Regions from separate parts of the Mus musculus genome. Here region 2 is linked to region 1. A link is a contact called in public HiCAR-type data. All regions are on one chromosome and are shown on one strand. Each heading gives the region's core, a stretch centred on a gene start, on an enhancer-like site or on the middle of the called end of the contact. The rest is flanking DNA. Distances are from core to core; before and after follow the strand shown.

What was found. HiCAR-type assays count read pairs that join an accessible place to other places.
Region 2: a contact with region 1 is called in a HiCAR-type map of kidney, with 4 times the contacts expected there. The contact joins the enhancer-like site here to the promoter of 4930573H18Rik in region 1. A contact is called at or near these places in 4 of 39 promoter capture datasets (embryonic stem cells, hippocampal neurons and liver), 5 of 15 datasets of contacts at CTCF or cohesin (CD8 T cells, the G1E-ER4 cell line, large pre-B cells and 2 more), 125 of 484 Hi-C or Micro-C datasets (the 63-12 cell line, 8-cell embryo, the AML12 cell line and 76 more), 11 of 115 datasets of contacts at active chromatin or transcription factors (astrocytes, bone marrow-derived dendritic cells, embryonic stem cells and 5 more) and 3 of 9 other capture datasets (adipose tissue, liver and pancreatic islet).

The regions. Positions count from the first base shown.
Region 1 is chr3:97,088,959-97,095,823 of GRCm38.p6, forward strand. It overlaps 4930573H18Rik (RIKEN cDNA 4930573H18 gene), which reads right to left and starts at 3,827. Exons shown (of 4, transcript NR_152120.1): 1 at 3,451-3,827.
Region 2 is chr3:97,168,362-97,175,226 of GRCm38.p6, forward strand. Acp6 (acid phosphatase 6, lysophosphatidic) reads left to right here. Exons shown (of 10, transcript NM_019800.4): 6 at 80-212; 7 at 3,281-3,381; 8 at 5,442-5,537. Among named protein-coding and RNA genes, the nearest start is that of Acp6, 13 kb to the left of the region's middle. Within about 2 kb of position 4,165, at least 13 of the 459 cell types and tissues checked have an H3K27ac peak or open chromatin away from gene starts, as enhancers often do. A contact at or near this core is called in adipose tissue, astrocytes, cortical glia and 1 more, where this site is marked.

The DNA.
Region 1 (6,865 bases), core at 2,577-5,076:
TCCTTACCCTAGAGGATGATGACTAGGGGAGACGGGGCTCGGACCCCCTCCCCGAGCCTAGGGTAGCCCTAACTGTGGAGGTGACCCCCATGGATCTCCTTGTTGATACTGGAGCAGAGTTTTCAGCCCTGAAAGAGCCACCAAGAAAATTGAGGAACAAGAAAACCATAGTAATCAGGGCTACTGGTCAGAAACCATACTCTTGGACCACTGATAGGGAAGTTGATTTGGGAAAAAGCCAAGTAACTCATTTCTTCCTCTTCATTCCTGAATGCCCCACCCCATTGTTGGGGAGAGACTTACTATCAAAATCAAAAGCCCAAATAAGCTTCTCTTCAGAAGGAACTTCAATCTCTTGGCAAGCCCCTATCTATAATTTTAGCTTTAAAATAAAATATATAGATAGATAGATTACATGAGCCTCAAGCCCCATTGAGAAAAGTACTAGAAGGGACCTGGTTAGAGAGATATCCTCAAGCCTGGGCAGAGACTGGAGGTATGGGAGAGTCAAGGTGCCCCCCCCCATCGTTGTGACGCTAAAAACTGGTGGGACTCCTATCGGGATATGACAATACCCCATGAGCAAAGAGGCCCGAGAGGGCATCAGACATCACATTCAAAGGCTCTTAGAACTAGGTGTTTTTGTCCCTTGTCAGTCTCCCTGGAATACTCCGTTGCTACCAGTTAAAAAGCCAGGCACTAATGATTATCGGCCAGTACAAGACTTAAGAGAAGTAAACAAAAGAGTACAAGATATTCATCCTACTGTCCCTAACCCCTACAATCTACTCAGCTCTCTCCACCCTGACAGACAATGGTATACGGTACTGGACCTGAAGGAAACATTCTTCTGCCTAAAACTACATCCCATGAGTCAGGTAATCTTTGCTTTCGAGTGGAGAGACCCAGATTCAGGACAGGCTGGACAACTAACTTGGATACGTTTGCCTCAAGGATTCAAGAACTCTCCTACTCTCTTTGATGAGGCCCTCCACCGAGACTTGGCGCCATTCAGGTCAGAAAACCCCCAAATTTCTCTCCTTCAGTATTGTTGATGACCTGCTTCTTGCTGCCACCACCAAGCAAGAGTGCAGACTGGGAACTAAGAAATTACTAGTGGAATTGAGCAAGTTGGGATACAAGGCATCCGCTAAGAAAGCCCAGATTTGCCAGACAGAAGTAACCTATTTGGGTTATACTCTCAGGGGAGGGAAACAGTGGTTGACAGAAGCTCGGAAAAAGACTGTGACTCAAATCCCCATTCCAACAACCTCGAAGCAGGTGAGGGAATTTCTGGGCACGACTGGGTTTGTAGGCTCTGGATCTCAAGCTTTGCCACTCTGGCAGCCCCACTCTACCCCCTTACTAAAGAGACTGGTACTTTCTCATGGACCCCCATACACCAGGAGGCTTTTAAAGAGATTAAAATGGCCTTGCTTAGTGCACCAGCCCTAGCCCTGCTGGACTTGACTAAGCCTTTCACTCTCTATGTAGACGAAAGAGCAGGAATAGTGAGAGGGGTCCCTGACCCAAGCTCTGGGGCCATAGAAACGACCTGTGGCCTACTTGTCAAAAAAATTAGACCCAGTGGCCAGTGGGTGGCCATCTTGCTTAAAAGCTATCACTGCTGTGGCACTACTTCTCAAAGATGCTGACAAACTGACTCTAGGTCAACGAACTATAGTAGTAGCCCCCCATGCCTTAGAAAGCATCGTTAGACAACCGCCTGATCGCTGGATGACTAATGCTCACATGACCCATTATCAGAGCCTCTTACTGACTGAGAGAGTGCAGTTTGCACCCCCTGCTGTCCTAAATCCTGCCACCTTGCTGCCAGAAGCCAACAACTCCCTACCAGTACACCAGTGTATGGACATCCTGGCAGAAGAAACCGGAACTAGGAAAGACCTCACTGACCAGCCATGGCCAGGCTGCCCCAACTGGTGCACGTAGGGTAGCAGCTTTTTGGTTAAAGGAAAGCAAAAAGCAGAGGCAGCAGTGGTCAACGGAAAACAAACCATCTGGGCCAGCAGCTTGCCTAAAGAGACGACAGCCCAGAGAGCAGAGCTAATCACACGCACCCAAGCCTTGAGGCTGGCAGAAGAGAAGAACATCAATATCTACACAGACAGCAGGTATGCTTTCACCACCGCTCACATACAAGGGACAATCTATAGGCAAAGGGGACTACTCACATTTGCTGGGAAAGATATTAAAAATAAAGAAGAAATCTTGAGCCTATTAGAAGCCATACACTTGCCAAAATAACTGGCCATCATACATTACCCTGGTCACCAGAAAGGCCATGATACAATAGCAAAGGGAAATCAGATGGCTGACCTGGCTGTCAAACAGGCGGCCCAAAGAGCTAAGATCCTCATAGCTAGAGAGAAAAATAAAGAACTTAAAAACCATTATGAACTCAAAGACACAGGCTTTGACTATACTTCAGAAGATCAGGAACTAACAGGCAAAATACCTGAGATATGTAGGTACACTCTCCAGGGAGTGGCTAAGACCCAAGATGGTTGCTCCGTCCTGCCCACCAGAGAAGGGCAACAATATGTAGCCAATCTACACTGGCTCACGCACTTGGGAACTAAGAAGCTCAAAGAAATTGTTAAGAACTCAAACTACTATGTTATAAAACTGTTCGACGTTGCCCAGAAGATTGTTAATAAATGCCAAGTCTGTGCTGTCACCAATGTCGGGTACCACAAGAACGCCCCCGGAAGGTGGCTAAGAAGTAACCGGCCAGGGGTATACTAGAAAGTAGATGTTACTAAAGTTAAACCAGCCAAGTACAGTAGTAAATATCTATTAGGTTTTATAGACACTTTTTCAGAGTGGGTCAAAGCCTTCCCCACTAAGAAGGAGACCACCAATGTCGTGACAAAGAAGATATTAAAGGAAAATTTCCCAAGATTCAGCATCCCTAAAGTACTTTCATCAGACAATGGCCCCTCCTTCATTACTCAGGTAAGCCAAGGGTTAGCCAGACAATTGGGGGATAGATTAGAAGTTACATTGTGTTTATAGACCCCAGAGTTCAGGACAGGTAGAGCAGGTAAATAGAACATTAAAAGAAATCTTAACTAAATTGGCTTTAGAGACCGGCAGAAAAGATTGGACAGCTCTCCTTCCCTTCGCCTTGTTCCAAGTACAGAACACCCCAGGAAAATTTAAACTTACACCCTTTGAACTCCTCCGTGGGGGACCGCCCCCCTTAACAGAAGCAGGAGAATGTTTGACCTTGATGTTCCTTTTTTCCCAACCCCTGCTAGCTCTCTTAAAGGCCCTAGAACTGGTCAGAAAAAACTCCTGGGAATTGCTGAAAAAACATACGAACCAGGAACGACCGTGGTGCCACATTAATTTCACATAGGAGATCCTGTCCTGGTCTGGCACCACCATTCTAACAACCTTGAACCCAGATGGAAGGGACCCTACCTGGTGCTTCCGACAAGTCCCGCTGCTCCTCGGGCATGCGCCCCGGCTCCCCCTCCTGGCCCTGCTGTGGCCCACTGGCATGGCCTTGCTCACACTCACCAGGCACGGCACAGGAACCTCCTCCCTCCCTCCTACCACTGAGGAGAGACTCTCTAGTCATATTCAAGGGGCTTCTGAGGCTCTCAATGTTACATATCCTAAAGTTGCGACCTCATGTTGGCTTTGTTTGACAACTGGGCCAGAGTTTTAATTTTCCTAGTTCTAAGATTAGAACTATGTACTAGAAGGAGTGGGGAATGTGAGACCCCGACTTAGAGCGTTTCTCCCTGGAAGGTAAAGCCCCTGGATGTTCCCCAAGCTTGTTTTCCCTGATCTCTAAAAATACAGCCAGAAAGAAGCTCTTTGTTCTCTATAGCCAGCAAAAAGCCTTTTTGTTTCTATACTGTACAACCAGAGATGCCTGCCTTCCTGTGCTGAGGACATGGAGATAAAAATTCAGAAAGAACTCACTCCCCACTCCTGCCTTATAAATTTCACCAAGGACACTCTGAAGAGAAGAACTCCTCCCAACTCTCCTCCCAACTCCTCAGCTGGCTGTTAAAAGCCCCCTACTGTCACTGCTCTGGGTCAAACTCCCCTGCCCTGTACTGTGGAGGGACTTCGTCCTCAGCTAGCTGATAATAAAACCTCTTGCAGTTTGCATCAGGTGTGTTTTTCTCTCGAGATGTTGGGGTGTTGGCCAGCTCATCCTGGGACTTGAGCTGAGGCCTAGCATCTGGGGTCTTACAGAATCATCTTATGAGAGCACTAATACAGCTCTCTGTGGCCATAGAGCCAAACAAAGCTCAGAGCAGCCTCAGCAGGGCTTGTGTGACTTTCTTTTGTCTTACAAACGGTGCCTAAGGAAGCTCTTGAAACTTGGTGCCTAGGAAGCTCTTGAAACTTGCCTCTCACTGCCTCCAGGGAAATTTTGTTTTAGCTAAACGAACACTGTTGCAGATCTATCCAGAAGTTGTTCTAAATAAAGTTCTAATTCAAAGTTTATAGAAGGGTCAATCAGACTGTAGAACTTATAAAGGCATTACAATCTGGCTTGCCTACTTCATGTAAGGTTATTATAGGTTTGAAGGCTCGGGTTTTTTTTTTCCCTTGCATGATAATGGGTTTGCTTCTAGTGAACTGGTAATCACTGGAAAGTTTTGCCTCTAGGTATGGCTAATATAGCTTTACATTATGTAAGAAAAATTTTTATTGTCTCTGCTTCTATACAAGAAGCTAAGAGTTTAAATCTTTCAGTGTATATTGTTTCCTAAGTGAAAAGTATTTTATTAACTAATGCTTCTCAAGGGAAGTTTACCTTAAATCCTTGCTCTCACCCAAAAGATTCAGAGACAATATCTTTTTATTACTTAGGGTTTTAGTTTACTACATAAGGTTTTACAAAAATTAAAGAAAGCTTTTATAATTGTTATTAATTATATTCATTAGTAATTAAATATTAGCTGTGCCCAAAACAATTCCTTGGCCAGAAAAATCATTGTAAAGTCATTTTTCTCATCCTCCCAGCTGATCATTGGCCCATGTGGGCCCAGCTAGCTGCTGGCTGCTGTGGGGCGGGGCCTTGAGACACACAGTTTCCCCCTGTTTCAGCACAAATAATCTAGTTGTGTGCTGTAGATGGTGTTTTAAAATGCTAAACAATCAAACCTTAATTTGTATATTAGTAGTCAATGCTATATTTCAGAGCTCACAATTGCTTAAGATTGTTCGTCCCTCAGATACTATTAATTCTCAAATTTACAATTGCTTATGCATATACAACTCATAAAAAATAATGCTGTCCTTTTAAGAAGGCAATTTTTAGACATTTATTAAATTGTCCTAATTGCCTGGACATTTTAAAACAATGCCAGGATAAATTTATATCTCAGACAGTCTATAGGTCGTCCATATAAAATAGATTGGATATATAACCTCATTCTTTATATATTCATAACAGTTATGGTTTAAGATAATATTTTAGTATTCTTAAAAATTATGTATGTATAGTTCTTTCCTTTTAGTGTCCTCAGTTACTACTTGTTTCCACATAATAGTATTAATTCTTGAGGACTTTTACTTAATAATTTGCTACAAATAAATGCTCTTATTTCTAGTTAATAAATAAATAAATTATGCACATGTGACTCTTAATAACTTTTCAAGCTTTCTAGTTACAACCGCTCCTTAAGAGAAATGATTGAAAATGCAATTAGTCACTGCCCCTTTACAGCCAAGTATTTAAAATGTTTTGTCAACAAGTTATTAATTCAAAGGATTAGATATTGTGAAACTTAAAAACTTTAACTTCTTAAAAGACAAAAAAGGGAGAAATTGTATTCCCTGTATTTAGTGCATTCCCATGCACACTATTTAAATCATATCTGTATTTTCAAATTTTAAAATTTAATTGTCAAAGAATTTAATAAATGCTTTATAGTATCTTAAAAGAATCTATTTATTGGCTTATAGATTGATCCTAAACAGCTGCCTTATTAGGGAAGGGAAAATCAGGTTCTCTCCACAGAACACCGCAGAAGCATGATGGTTAATTTGTGTGATGAGCTGGCAGGTAAGTTGACTCAGTGCCCTGATTGAAATGCCTAAGAAACTAAATTAGATTCATGTTTTAGATCCATCTTTGCTTACCATTTTTCCAGTTTAGACTAGCTTCTAGCCTTTTAACTTTATGGCAAAAGAACATCAGAGACTGTATATTCTGACTTAGTAAGATTAGTCATTTAATAGAGTCATAATGATTTTTCTCTTTTCTTCAGTGTGACCAGTCATTCTAACTCAATCTTAGACTGGTCTAATATTTAGTCCAATATTAGAGATTCCTATTGTAGATAACTATATTCTTAATTACCTAGCAAAGTTAATTCAGAGCACATCCCCCACTTCCAGAGAGTCTCTGGCCTTTTTACTAATTCTAAAACCAGCCCAGAGACTGAGCTTGAGCCTTGCTAATTTGCAACTGAAAAAAGTACCTGGACTTCCCCAAAAGAAGCTTTGTGATGTTACTCTTCACTGTCTAAGATTTTGTCTTTCAAGCAGGTCAATCAACACCTTCAGCCGGACTGCAGTGGACGTACATCCCTGGCCCCTAGAGCATGCTAGAGGCAGCTGTTATTTTCATTCTAAAGACATATTGTGGCTTTTGGTCTGACTTTAAATTTAAGTTTACTACGAGGGCTAGAAAGGCAGATATTTCAAATATGAGAAGAGATTGGTTTTTATTCTGATAGACAGGCTTAGTCCCTTAGCTGGTCTCTGGTTTTCTACCCTTGCTGTTATTGCAAGGTCCCCTTAGTTCCTCAGGCTGTGGGAATAACAGAGATGAGGAGGGTGACCTCCAGCTCCTAATATAGCCTAA
Region 2 (6,865 bases), core at 2,915-5,414, 80 kb after region 1:
TAAACACTGAACAAAATTACATTGTGTAAATTACTGATCGCTGTGCAATAATAACACAAGAACCTGTGGGTTTGGGCAGGGGCCGGAAGAAGGCTGCCATTTCGCAGCCAGGCATCTCAGAGGATTTGGAAAAGGTGAAGACCGGGGTGGGCATCAACAACGGTGATGACGTGGACTTCTTTGTTCTCCTGGACAACGTGGCTGCTGAGCAGGTAGGAGAACTGTTTCCCCGGGGTCCTGGGTTTTGGGAGCCATGGGGATGGGCTGGCTCCTAACTTGGAACTGACTGGAAGCCCTTCTGGTCTGCAGGCTGCTGTAATGGGGTTTGTAAATGGGGTGCATGTGAAGGCTGAAGGGCCCAGATCAACGGACCCTCACACAGGACCCAGACAGTTCTAGATCAGTTTCTGGAAGTTCATTTCCCACATTGCCTGGCCTGTGTGTTTGGGGGAGTGGGGATAGGTAGGGCTTGGTTATGAGTAGAGAGTATGTTAAAGTATACCCATACCGTTTTTCTATGTGTATATGTGCATGTGTGTTTAGAAGCCAGAGGACAACCTCAGAAGTCTTTCTGCAGGATACATCCACCTTGGTTTTTGAGACAGTCTCTAACTGGGCTAGATTAGCAAGCATGTTCGACTGTCTGGCCAGTAAGCTTCAGGGATCTGCCTGTCCCTGTACCCCACAACTGGAATTGTGAGCTGGTGCCACCACAGCTGGGGTCCAAATGCAGGCTCTTGAGCCTGTGCAGCAAGCAGTTTACTGAGTGATCTATCTTCCCAAGCTAAGTTTTGCTTTCTTCAAGACAGGATCTAGCTCTGCAGCTCAGAACTGCCTCAGATCTCTGCTTCAGACTCCCAAGTGCGGGGGTTACAAGTGTGGGACACCCCCATGCTCTCCTTGCAAATTTAGCATTTTTCAGGGTTCAGAACCTTTGGGGCCCCTCTTTATTGTGTCATATTTTAGAGAGTCTGCATGAGTGCTAGCATATTTTAAAACTCTGTGCTGGGTGGGGTCCACAGGCCTGTAATCCCTGCATTTAACATGCGATGCAAGAGCATCAAAAGTTGGAAGCTAGCCTGGCCTCCACAGTGAGATTCTTCCTCAAATAACTATATTAACATGTTTATATTTAAATATTGGACTGATGCCATGGCTCATTGGATAAGATGCTCACCTCCAAGCTGGACAACCTGTGTTTGATCCCCAGAGCCCACATGGTAGGAGAGAACTGATGGTCATGAGTTGTCCTCTGACTGTCACATGCTCACTGGGGCGGTGCATCTTCTACCTCCTACACTTGCACACGCTTCCATGTATACACACATGTGCTCTTACATGTATACACACAGTTATATGCTTACACATGTACATACATGCATGCACATACACATGCTTACATGTATACACACATACATATATACACAGTTACATGCTTGTGCACACATGTATATACCCACTTACATGTATATATACAGTTACATGCTTATACACATGCACACACATGCTTACATGTATACACACTTACATGTATGTACACACATGTATATGCACATATATACACATGTGTGCATATGCACACACAATTGAACAACCAATTAATATAAATTTTTGAGATATCTGTAATCTGGTTAATCCTTTAGACTATTTTCCTCAATTTGATTTTTTTGGGTTATGAGGTGCCCCGTGTATACTTGGGGCTCCAGCCGCTCAGGAGGTGGGATGTGTGAAGTTTGACCATGCTGTTGTGGGTTTCAGACTATGTGAAGCCTCAGGACCCCGCTCTGGGGTGGGGGAGTACAGTCTGAGGTTCCTGGGGGCAGCCAGAGCTGGCTTGGGTCTAGGCTGAAGGGGGAAAGAGAAGAAAGCTCTGGCTGGGTCCGGCGGGAAGGATCGCCCTTGGTTTGTCGGTGGCTGGCTTGGCTTGGTGGAGGCCTTGGCTGGGAGTGCTGAGAGGCCTCCTGTGGGAGATTAGTCGGGGCTCTTTAAACGAAGATCTTCTCCATTGCTCCCCACGGAGGATCCCGATGAAAAGAGACAGTCCATGGTTAAGACATTTATTGTCATGGCGGAGAGTGGCGATGAGTAAAACCGTACCCCACTTCTCAGGGCGGGCCTGAGGTAAATACCTTTTGCAGGGAGGAGTGTCTGGGAAGGAGAGTTTATTGGCTAAGCCTCCAGGCCTTTAGGTACCTCATTAAAATGGAGATCTATCTTGAGGCTATGTGACCTGTCCTCACGTCTGCTACCTATGGAAGGGCTTGGGGCATTGCCCTTATGTGACTGATGACCACAAACTATGGAGAGCTGTGGCCTAGTGCCAGGAGCCTGGTGTCCAGGAGGGTGGCAAAACGCCTACCGTCCCTTGTAGGGTTATCCCCTACAGGGTCACCGGGGTTTCAAACCTTAGCTCAGCCAGAGACGAGGTTGCCTTTCATGTTCCTATATGATTTATCCATAAAATCCTCCTATGTACTAAAAATATATTATACATTTTACATTTTATGAATGCATATAACATTTTATGTAATATAAACATGTTATTAAAATGCAGTGAAATGTGTATTACATCCCATGCAGTAATAGCATCACACTGTGGGAGGGCTTCTGTGGGCTGAAGTGCTGATGTCCAAAGACAGTATGTGGGCCTTTTCCTTCTCTTACAGAAAGGACGGTGCCCCCAAGCCTCAGTGTGCCTAGTGCTCATGTTTATTAGTAAATGTGGGCTTATATGGCAAGGGTTCGTGAAAAGTATTTATATGGCATGCAGTTGCTAAAATCATTTTAAGAAAAATAAAAATCAAATGAGATTTGTCAATTCCTTGACTTATATTTTATTCTTCATTAAAAGTTAAAAATTGTTAGTTTTTTAAGACTTGGAGTGCATGGGAGCCATCATGGGGTATGGAACAGTTTTTACAATTCTGTGCCTATATAGAGCTAGAGAGATGGTTCAGCTATTAAGAGCACTAGCTGCTCTTCCGGAGGACCAGGTTCAATTCCCAGCACACACAATGTCTATAACTCCAATTCCAGGGGATATGATATTCTTACATAGACATATATGTAGGCAAAACACCAATGTATGTGAAATAAAAGTAAAGAAATCTTTAAAAACAAGGAGCAATTCTGTGCCTATAGATCTGTAGAAACAGTTCTGGAGGGCCTGAGGACATAGGCTTCCCAGGAAAAAACCCGCCCCTATGGTTTAATAGAAGCTAATTGGCGCCCTTAGTAGGCAAGAAGTGTTGTCTTGTGACATCACCAGTGACTCTTACAGGTACACAGCCTTCTAAACTGCCCGGCCCTGGAGAGATTCGCCCAGCTGATTGAGCAGAGGGCTGTGGACATGGCCCTGTATGTGGTGGAACAAGAAGACAGGTGAGGGGTCAGGTCAGGTCAGGTCGTGCTCAGTCTGTGGCAGAGGTGCATGCTTTTGTGCTTGCATGCCTTGGGGCCGGGCAGTATCAGCTCTCAGCTGGCACCTCTGTGTGAAGAGGGGAAAACCCTTTCTGCTAGCCTACCCTCAGGCCTCTGCTCTTACTGGGGTAGGAACCTGTATCTCTGTCCCTGTTACACAGAGTCCAGAGTGTCAGAGTGTCAGACTCTTGTTTTACCTTTCAAAAGACAGAGGTGGAGGGAGTGGAAGCAGGAGGAGCCATGCTACAGTCTTGTTGGTCTTGGTTCAGTTTACAAATAATTCCCTGTTCTCACTGCCTGGGAGGCATCTTTTGCTGCTGTGCAGGGTTTACAGAGCCCTCCTTTAATCCCTGTCACTGCTTGACAGAGAGAAGCACTGGGCTGAGAGAGACTGGCTACTTTTCCTGGGCTCATTTGGCAGGTGCCAGAGCGAAGACTTGGTCCCAGATCCTCTGACCAGTTTGCTGCATCTTGCTGGTCCTTGTGATTCCATTCTGGAACGCCCATTGCTTTTCTTTTAATGATTAAGAACATCCAGTTTGCACTAAGAATAGGTGGAAACAGTCAGGCCAAAGTGAAGGGATAATCCGGGACTATTGGCGGGAGGGGAACAGTTAATGTTTCAAGAATTAACAGGGTCGGTTGTGTAAGAAAAGAGCCCCTGGTCGAGTTGGCTTGGAGTCAGTCAGCATGCCTGCCTGTGTGCTAGTCTTGGGCATGCAGAAGTGCTCCAGCCAAACCACTCACTGTCCTCCCTCCTGCCAGTCCACACATAAACGTGCTCAGTAAATACCTCAGGCTCTGTGGGCCGTGCCTGGTCTGTCGCAGCTTCATTCTTATGCATCGTGAAGCAGCTATGGGTAATATGCACACGAACTGGCAAGTGTATGTTCTAGTAAAACTTCATGAGAACAGGCAGGCAGCTTGTATCTAGCCACTGCAGCACTCTTTCTGCTCCGCTGGTCGTTCTACTTATATCAGTTTCACAAAACTGATGTGTTCTTCAAGGACAAATGGTACAACGTCACAGTGCAGCCTGGGTTGTCTGGCCTGTGTACCTGGCAAGCACAGGCCACATGCAGTGGCTGCCCCTGCCCCCTTCGGCCATTGCTTACCATTCCTTCAGCTATGAAGGTGGCAATTTCCACAACAGACTCACACCAATCATGCCAGCCTCCTCTCCCTTGTACAATTAAGTATTTAGAATCCTAAGAGTAGTAGGTTGTGTTTTAGTTGGGGGGGTCTTCCTCCCCCAGTAGAAGTGTGAGGCACAGCTACAGTACGTCTTTTGTCACTTGGCAGCCTTTCTCTGCTGTGCTCCTCACCCTGAGAGTTGAGTTACCGTCACTGCGACGAGATGACCCAGATGAAAAGGGATGGGAGCTGAACAGGACTAAAGAAGAGTCCTTACGGCTCAGCTCCAGAAGTTAGAGGTGGCTGGAGGCCCAGGCAGCGGGTGCGCCTCCTTCCCACTGCTTTGCCTTTGTAGACTTCTGAATCTTGTTCCCTCTACCCTTCCCAGCTCTGCCTTTTGATTCCTCAAGGTGTAGTTTGTTTGTTTGTTTACATTTATTTATTGTGCATGTTCACATGCATGTGTAGGATGTGTGCACATGCATGCATATGATGTATACAGATGTGGATGGGCTTCCTTCCACTACGTAGATTCCCCATTTCTAACAGGCTTAGAAGTAAGTGACTTTACTCTCTGGGCCATATCTCCAGCCCAGGGCCCACTTCCTTGTAACTCCCTGAGTGTCTCCATCTCGGCTGCATTCATGGTAGGGGTATATATATATATATATATATATATATCCTGATGTTTTTGTTGGAAGTCTTTGTTTACAGAGAACCCTCAAACTTGATACCATTTCTCCCCCTGCCCTTGCTGTGCCCCCTGCGTCACTTGTCTTTTCTTCGCCTCCTCTGACTGGGCTCCTGAGGTCCTAGGAGGCAGAGCTGACCCCTCTCCTGAGCACTGAGTTCCTGCTGGGTACTTGAATGTTATTCCCGCTTCACAGGGAAAGTATCCAGATGGCAGTGGGCCCATTCCTACACATCCTGGAAGGAAACCTGCTCAAAACTGTGGACCCTACCACCGCACCCAGCAAGACCAGGTACCCAGCACAGTGAATGCTTATGAGAGCTGTGGGGGCCTCTGGCTGCAGGGAGGGACCAAGGGTAAGCGTCAAGAACAAGGCTGTGGGTGGCTGGTGCTTACAAGGCCATATACTCCCAAGCAGGTCACAACCTTTTACCTTTCTTCCTGCTGTGGCTTTGCTTGAATGTTTTTATTTTAATGTCTCAAAATTATTTTTCTTTTCTTTTTAAAAAACTAACTGGGGCTGGTGAGATGGCTCAGTGGTTAAGAGCACCGACTGCTCTTCCAAAGGTCCCGAGTTCAAATCCCAGCAACCACATGGTGGCTCACAACCATCTGTAACAAAATCTGATGCCCTCTTCTGGAGTGTCTGAAGACAGCTACAGTGTACTTACATATAATAAATAAATGAAATGAATCTTAAAAAAAAAAAAAAACTTAACTGGATGTATGCCAAGTACATTAGTATCACACTGGTCTGATATTTTGATAGTCCAAAACAATGATGACTTGGTTTGAATCTTTCATTTGGTGTACAGAAAGTATGATCACTGTACCTTTTAAAACATTGGAAACAGCTTATGGGCTTGTATCCCCACTTTCACAGGCTAGGGACCTGGATTTGGAATGTCATGTGTCCTGGGAACTAGCTTCACAAATTGTGGTTTGCCAACAGTGTCGTAACCTGGAGACTTGTTTAAGTCTTAGGCTCCTCTCTGTCATGTTCAAGCAGAGCCTACATTTTAATTAGATGTTCCTTAATATTCAGTACTGCCAGGACGTGAAGAGAGGGGAGGGCTCGAGATAATACAGCTAAAAGCCTGCAGTGGGTGCGAGAGGTGCAGGGAGCTGAGTTCCTAGGGGTAAAACAGGCCTGGAACTTGGAGCAGCATTTCCTTTTTTCCTTTTTTAAAAAAGAATATTTATTTATTTATTTTGTGCATGTGAGTACACTGTAGCTGTCTTCAGACACACCAGAAGAGGGCATCAGATCCCATTATAGATAGTTGCAAACTACCATGTGGTTGCTGGGAATTGAACTCAGAACCTCTGGAAGAGCAGTCAGTGCTCTTACCCACGGAGTCATCTTTCCAACCCCAGCATTTCTAACAGTGAAGCCGTGCCTGTCCGTCTCTGGCCATCACACACGCCTGCATGGCATCTCCTACACCTTTTGCTCCTTGCCGCTCTCCCCCTTGTGCTGGTCTCCTAGCTTGAGAGTCAGTAAAGTGCTGGACCATGCTGAGGAGAGAAATGTTGGCATCAAACAGATACCATAAAATGGCTTCTTAAATTACTGGCTAAGGCTGCCTGAGACATGTGTTAAAGACCAAGCAGCTTAAT